3 separate regions of the Sus scrofa genome follow, and all the other regions are linked to region 2. Evidence: chromatin contacts called from public Hi-C data. All regions are on one chromosome and are shown on one strand. Each heading gives the region's core, a stretch centred on a gene start, on an enhancer-like site or on the middle of the called end of the contact. The rest is flanking DNA. Distances are from core to core; before and after follow the strand shown.

What was found. A called contact is a pair of places that touch in the nucleus more often than the background predicts.
Region 1: a contact with region 2 is called in a Hi-C map of undifferentiated spermatogonia, with 2.3 times the contacts expected there. The contact joins the promoter of MARC1 here to the promoter of RAB3GAP2 in region 2. A contact is called at or near these places in 1 of 5 promoter capture datasets (fetal skeletal muscle), 10 of 47 Hi-C or Micro-C datasets (embryonic fibroblasts, fibroblasts, liver and 4 more) and 1 of 2 datasets of contacts at active chromatin or transcription factors (skeletal muscle).
Region 3: a Hi-C map of skeletal muscle shows a contact between it and region 2, with 5 times the contacts expected there. The contact joins the promoter of MARC2 here to the promoter of RAB3GAP2 in region 2. A contact is called at or near these places in 2 of 5 promoter capture datasets (fetal skeletal muscle and liver) and 3 of 47 Hi-C or Micro-C datasets (embryonic fibroblasts and skeletal muscle).

Annotation. Positions count from the first base shown.
Region 1 is chr10:10,189,265-10,192,066 of Sscrofa11.1, reverse strand. It overlaps MARC1 (mitochondrial amidoxime-reducing component 1), which reads right to left and starts at 1,306. Exons shown (of 9, transcript XR_002336192.1): 1 at 750-1,306. All of the region lies in intron 5 of MARC2 (a long non-coding RNA gene), which reads right to left.
Region 2 is chr10:9,826,999-9,829,757 of Sscrofa11.1, reverse strand. It overlaps RAB3GAP2 (rab3 GTPase-activating protein non-catalytic subunit), which reads left to right and starts at 1,428. Exons shown (of 35, transcript XR_002336185.1): 1 at 1,428-1,711.
Region 3 is chr10:10,155,349-10,158,223 of Sscrofa11.1, reverse strand. MARC2 (a long non-coding RNA gene) reads right to left here and starts at 1,492. Exons shown (of 6, transcript XR_002336195.1): 1 at 1,158-1,492.

The DNA.
Region 1 (2,802 bases), core at 57-2,556, 360 kb before region 2:
CTGCAGAAACTAAGAGCCGGTCTGGAGTTTGAAGCATAGCCTTACAATGAGGCCCAGGGCTAGCCTAGAGTCAGACTCAGAAGAGGACCAGGCTACTTGCTTCGGGCCTTAGCGATCTTTGCTGAACCTCAGGAATTCACACAGGTCCTGACCGCACCAGCCGGGCGTAGATAAAACCACTGTTTACAAAGCACCAGCGTGCTCCCGAAACAAGAGTCCTGATTCCACTCTTGGGTGCCTCCGAACCAGTTACTTTATCGGTAAAAGGGGGCATGGAAGAACTGGGTAAAATAAAATATGCAATAGCACGTTTCAAGCGGCACGAAGCTTGGGCTCCACCGCGGTGCTCGCTTTGAAGGCTTAGCTCCGCGGCTCCAAGTTTCCCCACATTAAGAGACAATCACGAAAAACAAAGTGGAGGCATCAATCCTGCGAAGCTTGCCGCTTCCGCTAGACAGTGGCGAAACTTGCTTGCGCCCTGGCAGCCCCCTGAGGACCGAGACCCCTGTCGCAGCTCCTCCTGAGCGCAGGCTCTGAAAGAGCCGGTGGGAGGCGGAAGGCCAGCCGCCCCCGGAAAGAGGCCTGGGCCCCTGCGTCTGCTGTCGGAGGCGAGCGCCCTCCCTCCGCCTTTCCTTCGCCCCTGCCCCCTCCCCGCCTCAGCTCCCACTTTCCCGGCTGGGGAAGGATCCGACCCAGAACCCAGCCGGCCCCCACCCGCCGCGTTCCGAGCCCACCCCCCGGGGCCCTACCTGTCCCGCAGGTGCCCGCGGCGCAGCCCCAGGGCGGTGCACTCGGCCTCGCTCACCGGCACCCCCTTGCACGACTTGACCGGGTAGATCCAGAGCTGCGACACGGTGCCCACCTGCTGCAGCCGCCGGCGCCGCCGCCGCCGCCTGGGCCGCGCGCGGCTCCAGGCGACGGCCCCCAGCGCCGCCGCGGCCAGTCCCAGCGCGGCGAGCCCGAGCCCGGGCCGAAGTAGCGCGGGGAGGCGGAGGCGGAGGCGGACCAGCGGGGACGAGCCGGCGGCGCCCATGACCCCGGCGAGCGCGGGCGCGGCGGGGACTCGCGCAGGGCCCACGGGGACGCGCCTGCCGCAGCGGGGCCGCGAGTCCAGAGGAAGGGCCGCTCCTGAAGCGGTTCCGGGCGGGTCAGAGTATGGCGTCCTCCTCGGGAGAGTGGCCCCGGGGCTGCCGAGGGGGAGAGGCGGGGGCTCAGCTTCCACGCGGTCTACGTCCCGGCTTCCTCCCCTTCCTCCGCCCTGACGCTGCAGAACTAGGTGCCCTCCCGGGGACCGCTACTAACGACCGTTTTATTTATTTACTTATTCGTAGGTTAAATAATAACCTAAAATAAACAAACAAAAAAAACTTTGCAGGACAAAATGTAATTTTGCTATATTAGAAATCTGGCAGCAGGCAGACCCACGTCTTGGGGACAGTGCGGAGAGGGGGGGGGGCACCAGCGGCTGTCAGTCACCCTCCCCCTCTGCCAGCTGGGGCGTGGGAGCTTCTGGCCAGTGGGACTCTGAGAGCAAAGGCCTGCGACCAGGACCTCAGGACCTGCAAGTTGAGGAGAGCGGGGAAGGAGCCGGCTGTCCCCGTGGTGCCAGGGCAGCAGCCTGCAGCTCAGGGCACCAGCGGGACTCCTCTAGGTCCTCTGGGCACAAAGCCTCCGAGTACCGGCTTCATTTTCCAGGAACTGCCCTGGGAAAGAAGCATTGGCACAAGGTCCTAAGGCTTCTTCCCGGCAGCAGGAAATGTCACCCATCCTACTTGTAAGGCACTGACTTCAGACACCTGTCACTTCAAAAATCAAGCCATCGGGAGTTCCTGTTGTGGTTCAGTGGTTAATGAATCCGACTAGGAACCATGAGGTTTTGGGTTCGATCCCTGGCCTCACTCAATGGGTTAACGATCTGCCGTTGCCATGAGCTGTGGTGTAGGTCGCACACTCGGCTAGGATCCCGAGTTGCTGCAGCTGTGGTGTAGGCCAGCAGCTACAGCTCGGATTTGACCCCTAGCCTGGGAGCCTCCATATGCTGCAGGTTCTGCCCTAAAAAGAAAACAACCAACCAAAAAATACAAATAGAACGTCAAACGCAGGGCAAGGAAAAGGCCATCAGCTGAACAAGAGGCAAAATGGATAGAAGTGAGTGGATTTTTATTGCGGTGGAATATACACAACACGACATTTGCCACTTGCCCATTTCCAAGTGTAGATGCAGAGCAGTGAGTACGTTCCCACGAGTGGATCACCCACGCAAGCGGGGGGTGTCTTACATTACAGGGGGACCGTCTCTGTCTCCCAAGGTTGGCAAATCCACCTTCCCCAGGCAGCCACCCTCAGGACCCACTGGGCTAAGATCTGTCCTTGGATGTTGTCCCTCAGCCTAAACATTGCTCCCTAAACAGAGTATGTCTGTCCTATCTTTTCTCTTCTCACTCCAGGGACGCCCCCCTCCCCCACTCCTGTGACATCCAGGAACTGGGTTCAGAGTCCACCACTGAGGCTTGTCAACGATCTCCTCCCAGAACAAGGGGAGAAGTAGCGGCTTGGATGAATCCGCCTTCCCCCTGGAGTCCCTGTTTGGCTCGAGTAATGAAATCAACTAGGATCCACGAGGAAGCAGGTTCGATCCCTGGCCTCGCTTAGTGGGTTGAGGATCCGGCATTGCCGTGAGCTATGGTGTAGGTCACAGACTCAGCTCAGATCCTGTGTTGCTGTGGCTGTGGTGTAGGCCGGCAGCTGCAGCTCAGATTGGACCCCTAGCCTGGGGACCTCCACATGCCACAGGTGCAGCCC
Region 2 (2,759 bases), core at 179-2,678:
GGCGGGTTAGATAGCACTGAGCCACAATGGGAACTCCTATTTTATTTTTTTTAAATGATTTTTATTTTTCCATTATAGTTGGTTTACAGTCTTCTGTCAATTTTCTACTGTACAGCAAAGTGATCCAGTCATATATATGTACATTCTTTTTCTCTAGAAAAAATTATTTAAATGGACTTTGCGTCTTCTCAGACACACAGATAAATTCCTTCACTAAAAAACTGAGAAAAGACACTTTTCCAAGATGGCATTGTGACTATCTAATTGAATATGTGGGAAAGTACTTTAATGAACATGGAAGTGCTTTGGAAAAGCATGGAGTTATTGTATTTACTTTATATACACATTCCATTTACTCCTCCAACAAATATTTATTGAGCACAGTGTTCCAGGTTCCTCGCTAGACACGGTGGATATAATGCGCAATTTAATGACATCACAGCCTTCAGCAGTTTACAATCAAGTCTGCTTCCTGATCCTGACAACCCTCCACCTCCGCTTCAGCGAAACAGAACGAAAAAGAAAAAACAAGGTAAAGTCCACTGTTCGGTTTTGTCTTTTTGCCTTTTCTAGGGCCGCTCCCACGGCATATGGAGGTTCCCAGGCTAGGGGCTGAATCGGAGCTGTAGCCGCTGGCCTACGCCAGAGCCACAGCAACGTGGGATATGACCGCGTTTGCGACGCCGGATCCTTAACCCACTGAGCAAGGCCAGGGATCCAACCTGAAACCTCATGGTTCCTAGTCGGATTCCTTAACCACTGCGCCACGACGGGAACTCTACTGATCTGTTCTTTCATAGTACTTTTTAACTCTCTTTTCCTCCTAGCACTATTACAACTTCAATTACATTGGTTACTAACTGTGTCAGCCACTAGAATTTTGAGGTCCACGGGAACAAACATTTTATTTCTTTTGTTCCCTGCTTTATACTCAGTGCCTTGCGTGGCTGACATTGAAAAGAGAGTAATGAATGTGTTGAATGCATGAATGAATGAATGTAAAAGCAAGTGGATGCCGAAAACCTAAATATAATTCAGCACAACACGCATTATATTAGGCGTACGTAGAACGATGAGAATTTATAGGCAGGGCATTTAAAGTAGCCTTGATGGGGCTGATGGCCAGAAGAAATATCTTTCAAACTCAGATACTTGCATGATACCGTCCTCAACTGGCCTGCCGCAGGCTTAACAGGGACTATCCGCTCAACCATCAGGATCCTGCCAATTGTGGCAGGTCCAGGAGACTGGTTAAATGACTCGAGGGCCGGCGTCCAATTAGATCATCTCTGGCTAAAAGCCACAAGAAAGAAGACGTTTCATCCCCCGGTGCAGCCGCAGGACTGGGACCAGAACCAGCCCCATCCTCCACGTCGACGCCGCCGTCGGTCACGTCACGCGGGCCGCCCGCGCATGCGCAGCGCTCGGACGGCGGCCCCGCGGGCGCTGACGGCTTCCGGCCTGGTGTCCCCGCCCCCGCGCGGCTCCTGCTTTCCCGGCTCCGCGGAGGCGGCGGCGGCGGCGGCGGTGGCCGCGGGGTGGCGGGGGCAGGGGTGGCGAGGCCAGCTGGATGCCCGATCGGGGGTCCCCGGAGCCATGGCCTGCTCCATCGTCCAGTTCTGCTACTTCCAGGACCTCCAGGCCGCCCGGGACTTCCTCTTCCCTCATCTGCGGGAGGAGACCCCCAGCGGCGCCTTGAAGAGGGACCCCAGTAAGTGCCCCCGCCGCCCCCGCACGCCCTGATCGCGGGGTCCAGTCTCCCCCCAACTGCGCGACTCCGGCCCCCGGCTCCTAGCTCCCCTCGCGGATCCCCTGCCCTCCTCGCCCTGGGGCCGCGTCCGCGCTGCCTGCGTCGGCGCCGTCGGCCTCGCGCCGGAACCGCCCCGCCCTCTGGCCGGACCCTGCGTCTCGCCTCCTCTGGTCCCGGCCGAGCGCTCTCCCCACCCCCGCTCTCCCGCGTGTCTCCTCCGCCTCGCGTGGCTCCAGCCCCGGCGCCCAGCTCCGAGGTCGCGTCTTCCTCCCGGTTCCTCGCCAGCTGTCAGCGCTCTGGCCTGGCTTTGCCTCACCCTCCGCGCTCGTCCTTGCCTGGGACCGTGGCCTTCCGCTGCCGCCCTTTCCCAAAGTGTTTACCATCGCCCGCACTCTGCCTTCTTCCGTCAGCTTTCCTCCGGTTCAGATTTAGAGAACGAGTGATTGACAGGTGAGGGACTCCTAAGGTGATGCGTAGGCGTCTCCTACGTAAGGACACGGACCTGTCAGGAGGTGGGAACCCACATCGGGCCTGAAATTACAGTAGCGTGGCCATGAGACGTTAATAATTTGCTTTCTTGAGATGAGAAGCTTTCCAACCTGTTATTATCATCAAACAGTGCGACTTGCCCACGTAGTATAAAAGCGCAAGTCTGGTTTATTAGCGGCTGCGTGGTTCTAAAGAACTTCGTACATTTCTGCTGTTGAAAAGGGTGTGTGTTTTCTGTTTGATTTCTTTGTATTTCCATTCACGTGGCTTTGTAGTAAAAGCCATTTGTCCGAAGCACATTTGGCTTTGTAGTAGAGTGCTGTTACTTTGTGCTCTACTGGAAGGGTGATAAAAGTTCCACTACATAAGCTCCTTTCCTTTTTTAAATTTAGAAGGCATCAAATCAGACCTGTTTAGGAGTATTTCCTGTGTGCCAGTCAGCAGTGCTGCAAATCAAATAAGGTTGATAGACTCTGTTGTCTCGGCCCTTATGGTTGACGGAGACAAGTGCGTGAGCTTG
Region 3 (2,875 bases), core at 243-2,742, 330 kb before region 2:
AGACACAGGACCACAGCCAAACCATCCCAGCCAGGCAAGCATCTCAAGCCTCAGGAAACAGAGAAGGAGGCTCCGTTCTCCCTTGATCACTCTTTCCAGGGTTTAGCATCCTTGCTGCCATGAGCCCTTTCCCAGTTGTGCTGCACAGCTGCACAACTCTGTGTCCATAAGCAGGTGTCCGCAGGCTCACCTTCGGGAGAAAATGACCAAGCATCCTCTCCTTTCTGAGGGAGGAGGCCGGCATTTCCATTCGCGAGGCCCTACCTAGGTGGGGCTTTACCGAGCTCCTCACCCAAAGACCACTCTGCCTCAGGGGGCAGGGGTCACACTGTCCCCTTAATGGCAAAGGATTATGTGCACAGTCTGTCCCCCTGCCACCTTCTGTCCCCAGCAGAAGACTTCACTCTCTCTGCTCATTTCCTTTTCAAGTGGGTCAGGCCCCGCCACCTCCTGAGGCTCCCAAAACCTTCCTTAGAACTGAAAAGTGTGAGGAGCAAGGCCCAGCAAGGTCACAGCCAATGTCCTTGAACAAGAGAGCTGCCTTCAAGGAGTTCTGGTTGTGGCTTAGTGGTAAGGAAGCTGACTAGTATCCATGAGGACCTGGGTTCGAGCCCTGGGCCCCAGCTCAGTGGGTTAAGGAGCCAGCATTGCCAGTGAGCTCTGGCGTAGCTCCCAGACATGGCTCTAATCACTGTGGCTGTGGCTGTGGCTTGACATAGGCCCACAGCTGCAGCTCCCATCTGACCCCTAGCCTGGGACCTGGGAACCTCTATATGCCTCACGTGTGGCCCTTTAAAACAAACACTTGGCTTCAGCTTTGCTCCCGTCTGTCCACGGGAGTGCCAACAACATTTGTCTCCTCATACTATCAAATCAGAAAGTTTAGCACTAGCAGGAGCCTTGGAGAGCGGATCTGTCCTATTACAGAAAAGGAAGCTCTCCTCCGGGGAGGGCCAGAGGCTTGCCCCCTCCCCTGCCTCCCCAAACCCGAACCCGACGCGAACTGGATCTTTCCAGCCGCAGGCTCAAAGCCAGAGGATCCAACAGGCGGTCCGGAAAAGCCAGGTGGCCGGCCTCCCTTCTCCTTCCCCGGGCCAGGTGCCAGCTCCCTCCCCGCAGCCCTCCGCAGCAGGGACCCGCGCTGGGCTCAGCCCTACCTGTCGCGCACGTGGCCGCAGCGCAGCCCCAGGGCCGTGCACTCGGCCTCGCTCACCGGCACCCCCTTGCACGACTTGACCGGGTAGAGCCAGAGTCTCGCCACGGTGCCCACCTGCTGCAGCCGCCGGCGCCGCCGAGGCCACGCGCGGCGCCAGGCGACGGCCCCCAGCGCCACCGCGGCCAGTCCCAGCGCGGCGACCCCGAGCCAGCGGGGCCGGGACGGCGCGGAGAGGCCGAGGCGGACCAGCGGGGACGAGCCGACGGCGCCCATGACCCGGCGACCGCGGAGCGCAGACCAGCCTGCGACTGGCGCGGGCGGGGCGCCGGGGGCTCGGGGCTGCGGGGGGCGGAGCCCGAGCTGCCCAGTCAGCGGCCTGACCCGCCTTTCTGCGCGCGCCGATGTGGCAGGACGCGCTGGGCGCCGGGGTGCCCTGCGCCCCCGCGGGGGAGCAGGAGGCCCAAAGCCAGAGGCCGCGCCGCCCCTTTGTCCCGAGAGGTCACTTTCGCTCTCCGACCCGCTCTCCCTGTCCCGCTGCTTGGCTGCGCGACGGGGCCCAGGGGACAGGACAGTCGCCTGTAGGCGGCAGAAGGGAAGATTTTCAGCGTTAGGAACTGGCAGATCGCCCGAGAACCGCACGACTTTCGGCCCACAACCCGCTCCGTGGAAGCTTCTGGGCTCTGAACAAACTCGAGTGTGGCTTCTGGCCGGTAGGGCCAAGGCGCAAGGATAACCCCCGCCTCGCCTAACACCCCCCCCCGCCCCATGCACACACACACACACACACACACACACACACACACACACACACACACTAAAATCTCTGCCCCAGAAAGCTCGAAGCTGCCAGATTGCAGGGATGGTTCCTGCCAGCGTCTGAAGCCAAGCCCCTGGCCCGCTCCCCACTTACTCCCCACCGTGAACCGTCCCGCGGTCCCTTCCGCGTGTGTGTGTGTGTCCTACAACTCTGCCATACCTCCGGTCTCGGGCCTCCGCGGATGGGCCCCCTGCAGGCACACCTGGCCCGCCCCCACCTCCACTGCTCTCCACGTGTCAGTTCCCACCAGACACCCCCCCCCCATTCACCCTTTAGACCCACTGAGGTCTGGGCTCCTGGAAACCGAGCTCAGTTCTTCCCCTGCTTCTCAGTAGTCACCGAGAAAAATCTGTTTTTACTGCTTTAACGAAAATCCAGCTTGGGATCTCTTTCCCCCTCCATTTAAGCAGATTCTTTGTGAACCAAGTGGATTCTTGGCTAAGTGAAGGTGTGAGGTCATTTGTTTATTTTTCAGGGATTGTCCCTTAACCTGTGGCACCATTCTAGGAGAGTTTAAGGAGGCAAGAGGTGGGCCATCGCCCTGGGTCCTGATTGGTCATCTACAGAAAGCTGCTCTGGGCTGGGAGGAGAAGGGCGGGCAGGGCTGGGATCCAGATCTTTGGGAAAAGCGAAAATTGAACTCTCCCTGCAACTGAGAGTTCCCCTGTGTGGGGTAGTGGGTTAAGGATCCCATGAGGTCGCTGTGGTGGCAAGAGTTTGACCCCTCACCTGAGACCTTCCATGTGCCCTGGCCGGGTTCCAAAAATATATAGATATGGATATAGATAAGGATCCATCTCCGCATGAGCAGAGCCTGTTTGAAGTCTTAGGCCGGTGGGCTCTGCCTCTTCACTGAACACATGATGCTCAGCAGCCAAGACCTGGTTCCTTTCTCAGGCGTG